2 separate regions of the Macaca mulatta genome follow, and region 2 is linked to region 1. Evidence: chromatin contacts called from public Hi-C data. All regions are on one chromosome and are shown on one strand. The core of a region is the stretch at or near the end of the contact, and the rest is flanking DNA. Distances in the headings are between cores, read along the strand shown. Region 1 has its middle 7.2 kb from the start of YARS2. Region 2 holds the start of ALG10 (dol-P-Glc:Glc(2)Man(9)GlcNAc(2)-PP-Dol alpha-1,2-glucosyltransferase).

Evidence for each region. A called contact is a pair of places that touch in the nucleus more often than the background predicts.
Region 2: a Hi-C map of fetal cortex germinal zone shows a contact between it and region 1, with 8 times the contacts expected there. The contact joins the promoter of ALG10 here to the enhancer-like site in region 1. A contact is called at or near these places in 8 of 14 Hi-C or Micro-C datasets (CD4 T cells, blood, cortical neurons and 5 more).

The regions. Positions count from the first base shown.
Region 1 is chr11:34,961,924-34,966,038 of T2T-MMU8v2.0, reverse strand. No RefSeq gene overlaps it. Among named protein-coding and RNA genes, the nearest start is that of YARS2, 7.2 kb to the right of the region's middle. Within about 2 kb of position 2,373, at least 9 of the 40 cell types and tissues checked have an H3K27ac peak or open chromatin away from gene starts, as enhancers often do. A contact at or near this core is called in fetal cortex germinal zone and fetal cortical plate, where this site is marked.
Region 2 is chr11:36,317,908-36,322,022 of T2T-MMU8v2.0, reverse strand. ALG10 (dol-P-Glc:Glc(2)Man(9)GlcNAc(2)-PP-Dol alpha-1,2-glucosyltransferase) reads right to left here and starts at 1,983. Exons shown (of 3, transcript XM_001086837.5): 1 at 1,674-1,983; 2 at 282-479. The coding sequence starts at 1,844.

The DNA of each region.
Region 1 (4,115 bases), core at 1,124-3,623:
GCACAGTGGCTCATGCCTGTAATCCCAGCACTTTGGGAGGCCGAGGTGGGAAGACTATTTAAGGTCAGGAGTTTGAGACCAGCCTGGGCAATGTAGTGAGACCCTGTCTCTACAAAAAATAAATTAAAAAAAAATTAGCCAGGCATGGTGGCACATGCCTGTGGTCTCAGCTACTCAGGAGGCTGAAGTGGGAGGAGCACTTGAGCCTGGGAGGTGGAGGCTGCAGTGAGCTGTGATCATGCCACAGCATTCCAGCCTGAACATTGCAAGACCCTGTTTCAAAAATACCCATTTTTAAAATTAACTTGTTTTCCAGAGTAGAAATGTTAGATGGAATGTCTGTATAATTTATTCCCAAAACAGGACATTTTTGAGAATAAAAGGGGTCATATAAATAATTAGGCTGGGACAAGAGGCATATAAACCAGGGCTACATTCACCTACTTACTGGAAGCTTTCTCAAATATATAGTGTGACATAATGTTACAAGTCTATTGGAAAGGTGTCTCAATTGGTGCTATATGCTAGATATTTGGTCACCATCTGACACCATCGTGTCCCTGATTGCCACTCCCCTAAACCTCCTTAAACTGTGCTTGGAGAAGAGTTACGTGAGGCATATAATGGGAAGAGAGGCATGGGTATCTAAGATTTCCTTTGGTTTTAGAAAAAAATAGCTATGAGAATACAGAGGAGTTGTTTTCACTTGCTACCTCTGTTAGTGACACCCTTCCAGGTTGGTCTCCCACCCATGGGCAGCTTTGAATGAGGTCAATGGTGATCAAAACTCTTTGGATCTGAGCAAAGCTGCTTGGATTTTCATTGGATCTTTCTGCAAACATGATATGTTTCATTGGTTAACTATCACTTTCTAAATCTTCAATCTTAATTTTTCAAAACTTGTCATAATACAGTTTCCCTCTAATAACAGCCATGTAAGCATGGACTTAAACTGACTTCTACTGCTTAAGCAAACCTCAGTAGAGGAGAAAATAGATGAATTTATTTATTGAATGATTTTTTTTTTTTTTTTTTTTTTGAGACACAGTCTTGTTCGGTCACAAGGCTGGAGTGCAGTGGCGCGATGTCGGCTCACTGCAACCTCCACCTCCTGGGTTCAAGCAATTCTCTTGCCTTGGCCTTCCAAGTAGCTGGGACTACAGGCATGTGCCACCATGCCCAGCTAAGTTTCTGTATTTTTTAGTAGAGACAGGGTTTCACCATGTCGGTCAGGCTGGTCTCGAACTCCCAACCTCGAGTGATCTGCCTGCCTCGGCCTCCCAAAGTCCTGGGATTACAGGCGTGAGCCACAGCACCCAGCTTCTTTGTTTTTTTTTTTTCTTTGAGAGGGAGTCTCACTTTGTCACCCAGGCTGGAGTGCAGAGGCATGATCTCTGCTCACTGCAACCTCTACCTCCCAGGTTCAAGCGATTCTCCTGCCTCAGCCTCTCAAGTAGCTGATATTACAGGTGCCCACCACCATGCCCGACTAATTTTTTTTGTATTTTGTAGAGATGGGGTTTCACCATGTTGGCCAGGCTGGTCTCAAACTCCTGACCTCAAGTGATCTGCCAATCTTGGCCTCCCAAAATGCTGGGATTACAGGTGTGAGCCACTACGTCCAGCCCAGCCCATTTACTTCTAAAATGAGGACACCAAGGCTAATGTGTTAAATGACTTAGCTAAGGAGGAACAGATATTCAAGGTCAAGCTGAGACAGCTACTCATGTCTGTGACTCCTAGTCCAATGGTCTTTGGACCACCACTCAGAAGCACATTTTGTTATGGTTGTGAGAATGAAGGAAGTAATATTTGACTTTTCTGCAAACATTATGTAAATTCAAGGTATTTGTTCCCCTTATGATGTTACAGAACATTAATGAGTGAGATGTTTCCAGACTTGTTTCTCATTTTGATAGCTAACCAGTCAGTGCTTATGACAGAAACACATGAAGTCCATATTGAAGACACTGAAAAAAAAAAACACAAAAATAGTTTTAATCAAAATGGAATTGCTCTACAAAACACAGACTGATTGCTTATTGTTTTGTTTCTTCTCCAATGGAGATATAAATCCACTTGGCCTTGACAGAGGGCCAATGATGAGTTGATTGATTCACTTGTACTCTCTGTCAGAGGGACCAGAAAATTACTATGGTAACTTGATAAATAGGAAAATTCCAAAATTATCTTCACTGAAGACATTATCCGTTTGATCTAAGCTTTTCAGATGCAATCACAATAGTGTCTCCAAGATCCTGTTTCTAAGAGGGAAGCCTGCTTTTCTCATCACATCAGCAAACAGCCGGGCAGACTGCGTTGCTTGCCAATCATGGCTGAATTACAGTCCTGACAACATGGCCTGGGAAAGAACATGCTGGTGGGGGACTGCGGCAGCTGTCACCAAGCTCAGAGCAGAAGGGGTGGATGTTCGGGAAAGGGTTCTGCGAGGAGAAAAATTCACTGCAGCAGGAGCGAAGGGAGACACAATTGCACATTGAAAGGGGAAAAACTGAATTCTACTCTACACCCCAATCACCACCCTCCTACAAGGGATGTCTTTCCCTTGGTCATATTCTCAACAAATGTTTTTCTCCCACAGTCCCCTCCTAATCTGAATGTTCTTCAACAACTATCTAGGAGTCACTCTTTCTCTGCTCCAAAAATTGGGGGTGGAAAAGGAGCCCAATCAGAAAGAGGAAATGAAGAAAGAGGAAGTGAAGAATAAAACTACTCAGAGAAAAATAACTTCAGAGAATAATGTTATCTCCATGAGGACAGGAATCTTTCTTTCCACGAATGTGTCCTAAGCCCTTAGAACAGTGCCTGACTGATCAAATAATTCTAATAAATATCTGTTAAATGAATAAGCAAACATCTATGTCCTTAACCCACTAGAATGGTAGGAAATTGTTTCTCCATCATTATTAGCCTCCTTCCCCCTTCTAGGGTTTTACCAAAATTTGATCAACGTGCCCCAGGAAATAATATCTCTAATTTCCAATTGGTTCTGGTCATTCTAGCCATCCTTGTTGGCCAAGCCTTCAGCAGTTCTCTGAGACCTCCAGCTGGCACTCAGGGGCTCTCCTGCCTCAAATGAAGCAGAGGAACCTTAGGCGAAGCCAGGAGCCCCAGGTCTGAAGTGTAGCAGGAGGTCGTCCCTTTGAGGACAGAGAGCAACGCACAGCTCCTCTGGCAAACCAGGGCCATAGCCAGGGCTCCCTTGCCCAGGTTTGGGGCAGGGGCATTCTCTTTAAGCTGGAGAATCCTACCTCCTTCTCTTCGATAAGCTTATTTCCTTAAACTTCATCCTATCTTAGGCTTCTGACTTTGGGAAACAGAAAATACAAAGAGTTCCAGATGACTCTGTATTCCTCCCTGCCTTGCACCTTCCCCAAGGCACTGACACACACAACTTGCTACAAATGCATAGTTAAAATGAAAAGTGGAAAATGAAAGGTTTTTTGTTTGTTTGTTTGAGACGGAGTCTCACTCTTACCCAGGCTGGAGTGCAACGGCGTGGTCTCAGCTCACTGCAACCTCCGCCTCCCAGGCTCAAGCAATTCTCCCACCTCAGCCTCCCAAGTAGCTGGGACTACAGGCATGTGCCACCACACCCGGCTAATTTTTGTATTTTCAGTAGAGTCGGGTTTTCACTATGTTGGCCAGGCTGATCTTGAACTCCTGACCTCGTGATCCGCCCACCTCAGCCTCCCGAAGTGCTGGGAGTACAGGCATCAGCCACCACACCCGGCCTGGAAGATGAAAGATTTTTTAAACCCATAAATATCTCAAAATATTATCCAGCCATATGGTATGGGATCAGGTGCATGAAGTTAAGGCAATGCTGAGACCTCCAGGTTATTCCACTGGCTACAACAGCAGAAGGGAAGGGAAGGGAAGAGAAGGGAAGGGAAGGGGGAAGGGAAGGGAAGGGGGAAGGGGAAGGGGGAAGGGAAGGGGGAAGGGAAGGGAAGGGGGAAAGGGAAGGGAAGGGGGAAGGGAAGGGTAGGGGAAGGGGGAAGGGAAGGGAAGGGGGAAGGGAAGGGAAGGGGGAAAGGGAAGGGAAGGGGGAAGGGAAGAGAAGGGAAGGGGGAAGGTAAGGGAAGGGAAGG
Region 2 (4,115 bases), core at 734-3,233, 1.4 Mb before region 1:
AGTGCCTAGCACATGGAATAAGCTTAGTAAGTACTTATTGAACTGGTTTGACTCACTTAACAAATATTTACTTTAGATTTTACAAATAAGCTATTCAAGTGTTTAAATGCAAATTTATTCTAAAATGGAGACGGAGGATTTATGTTTACCTTTACATAATATACAAAAATACAAAGTTACAAAGTGTTAAAGACATTTTTCACCAAATCTCATTAAACTAATTCATTGTAATTGTGGACCTGACTACACATAAACTTGTAATTAAGTATTTTGAAACATACCTTGTTTCTGGGTTGTACCTTGCGGAAAAGCAAATATAGTAAATAGAAGTTGCCAACACTGAAGAGAAGATTAACAAATCTGAGCATCCCAATGGAGCAGACAACATGTTCGGACCATCCAAAGATCCAAATGGCAGGTTTGACCACTCCAACTGACACCAGGTACAAGCCAGGTAATGTAGTAATCATGGGATCCCACTTTAAAATGAAAGGAAATGAAGTAAAAGCAAGAGGTAATATGAACAAGACAGACACAAACATGTCAAGCCCACGTCTCATCTCTAGCAACAATCAGAAATTTTGAGAAGTTATTCTGACAAGATTAAGTAAGTCCTTGGCAAAACAGGATTCGTTTTTCTTATATTTTGCCCCCGGACCAGCTTAGTGATTGTTCAGATAGCAGCAACCAACAGAAAACAACAACTTAAAATCTATTTCTATTTTCCAAGAAATGTTCTTTAAAAAGTCTTTATTTTGGTAAATAAGCTGCAAATGCTCCAGTTTTTAAAAGCATGGAAACACTGGTTGGGACTCTAAGTTTAGGAAAACATTTGGTCCACAGGCTCCATGATGACAGCTAACATAAACGGAGACAGAAATTGTGCCAAACCCTCTGTATTAACGTTACAATATGCCTTATAGTAAAGATTACTGTCATTTTGCAGATAGGTAACCTGAATTTCTGAAACTCAGAACATCTCCAAGATCACAAAAGTAGTAAATCACAGCACCATGATTTAAGATCAGATCTTTCTCTGAAACAGACTTTATATTTCTAGCCAGTACCCTATATTGTGTCACCAGAAAAGCAGGCGATGTTTATTTTGATATTTATATGTACATACTTGCACAGTCAAATATATATTCAAAAATGATGTGACTGGACTGGTTGCCAGTTTATCCAGTTAACAGATAGTTCACTAAAAATACTCAGGGAAGGAATTTCTGATTATAAATGGTCACTTTTTGGTAGCTGAAGATCCCTCCAGTCCATACTATCCCACCCCTAAAATGCATAGTGAGGTGCTTGACAGGTGAGCTAAAGGTAAGTTTTCTGGTATTTCCAAGGAGCACCGCAATACCTTTACTCCCGAGACAAGGAAAGACAAAGTGGGATAGACATCGTCAGCTGCCAACAGGAGCGCTCAGTTCCCCATTAAGTATTCTCCCAGATCATTCCTTCCTGGGAGACAGATCTACTGTTTATTCATTCATTTAATAAATATTTCACAGATCTCAGAGACAGGAACAAAATTCTATACCCAGTTTCTTTCATGTTCTGGGGCTAGTGGGGTGGAACGGGACGAGTTAAGTCTAAGGATGGGAGAAGGAACTGGGGACGCTGGGACCTCTCAGGCCTCTCCTGGGGTGGGGACAGGTTGGAGACCCCACCTGGGAAAGGGAGAAATGGCCCTCACAGTAGCGTTGCGCCTGAGGCAGGTGGAAGATCTCATCCATGTAGGGCTCTCGCAGCGCCCGGCTGAAGGCGGAGAAGAGGAGGCAAGACACTAAAAAGGTACAGCTCAAGGCAGCCGAGAAATAGTAACCCTCTAGCTGCGCCATTCCCGCTCCCACAGCCGCTGCCGAAGAACCCACTCCTGGAAACTTCTGAGCCCGGAAACCCGAGCTGGAAACTTGGGCTCGAAATGGGCGCGCTAGACGTGACTAGCCAGACGGGGCCACATACCGGAAGGCAAAGGATGCTGGGAAAGCGCGGATCCGGAAAGATCGGGTCGCTGTTTCCCGGAGTGACGGGTTTAGGTAACGGACCGGATGATTACCCTGTCAATCACATTGCCCGGGCGCACAGAGTGTTAAAACTTCCGGAAAGGGCGGGTCTCGGAATTTGCCTAAGCGGGGGGTGCGTGACTTGCTGCTTTGGAAAAAAAAAAAAAAAAAAAAAAAAGCCGATTCTCAGCTTGGATCTTTTTTCCTGCTCATTTCCATCACTTACCAGAAGGTGGCGACGTTTCCCCACGTCTCCAATTCCAAGCCCTAAAATTTACACATTTTTCCCCCGTTACTTCTGTTCTTTTTATTAAACCCTCAATTCCACGACTTTTCATTCCATCAACTTTGGAGTGTAGGAAGGGGGCGTTGGTTGTGATAGCAAAGACTGAGACTTTCAGATGAAAACTTGAAGAACCAGAGACCCGTCAATGCCGAATGAACTTAAGTGAGAGGAGTGTTTGTTCGTTTGTTTGTTTAGGTTAAAAGAGAACTCTTTCAAAATGTGGATGCCCTCACAGGATTTAGTTAAACTGACATTCCTAAGGCACTCTCATAGCCATATCTCAGTACCCTGTGGGATTTGGGAAAAAAAAAAAAAAAAAAAATATATATATATATATATATATATATATATATATTTAGAATTTGGGATGTTTTAGAATTCTCTGTGCCTGTAATATCTGTAAGGCAGTGTTCTGTTTTTCCTACTAAATCATAAGCGTGAACATCTTAGTGGGATTATATATCCTTTACGTTTGTAGTCCCCCAATGGCTTTCACACAGTAGGCACTTCAATTTGTGGACTTTTATAGGCTATATAGACATCATCAAATTCCTGTATTCTGGGATTAAGTGTTGGGAACAGGAGATGAGGTAAATAATTTGAAGAATGCCAAAGTTAAATTATGTGTTGTAATTTTGTCTTGAGCATGGTTGGCCATGTTTTGCAGAAAAACTGTCTCTCAGGTAACCTCAGTCACGTTGCCTTTGGCAGGAATATATCAGAATTGAGTCAGGATTTAAGGTTGCTAACCTCAGAGTTCTCAATTGAGCTCTTTTTCTGGGTCAAAACTAATTCAGTCTTTCTGAACTTAAGAAAGTTTCTTAAATTAAGCTGACTGCCTTTCCATTCTGTCTCTGCCTGTTTCCTCAATGATAAGAGGAGGTAGTGGTGAATGAGGGCTAGGATGGGAACATTTACATTACTGGAATAAAATCATGTCAGGATCCTACTCTGATGTGATGCTTAGCTTTGTTTTAACCATTATCTCCCATTTTATTATTGAGTCCATGCTGTACTTACTGTTGAAGTCACTTGTAACACATCTCCAGATGATTCGGTCTTCAAGAGGTTGATGTGATCTACAAGTAATTAGCCCCTGACCTGTTGACCTGCTAAATCGTGTTATATATATACTCTGCAGCTTACTGACCCACCCTAGAAAAGTGGGTAGTTTTTAAAGGGAGTATAACAAGACTAGACATTTATGCTATCCATTTTTCTTCATAACAATTGCCACCAATAGTTTATGTTAAACATTTGACTCCTATACATGCTGCACACATCCCTTTATATAAAACGGAAAGTTTCAAGGAAATATGGGGTTTTAGAATTGCTAGGAATCTTTGTTAATAATCTACTTGAATTCATTTTGTAAAAGAAGCTGTTTTTTTAAAAAATGAAGGATTTACTTAAAATTACATAAAAAATTAGTGTCAGAATCAAGTGTAGGAATTAGAACATCAGACCAAGAGTAATACAATAACTTCATAGCCTTATAGTTTAAAATAATCTACAATGCATACTGTACTGAATGTTTCACTGGTCGCAATAACTTTACATTTACGTTCCACTCTCCTCTGTTTCCATACACCAAGTTGAAATATGAGTTTCATCTTTTAAAAAAAAGTTGATCTTACAGACTAATTACATGAAAATTTGCTGGGGGATCATTGTGAAAAACTAGATTCTAGAGTGCCATCTCAAATCACTGAATAATAATCTTCATATTTGGAAACCATTGATGTAAAACATATTACCTAAGAATGCTAAGAAGCTCCATGGGCCCAGTAGAGTTCTTCGTAGCGTACTTCACTCATTTG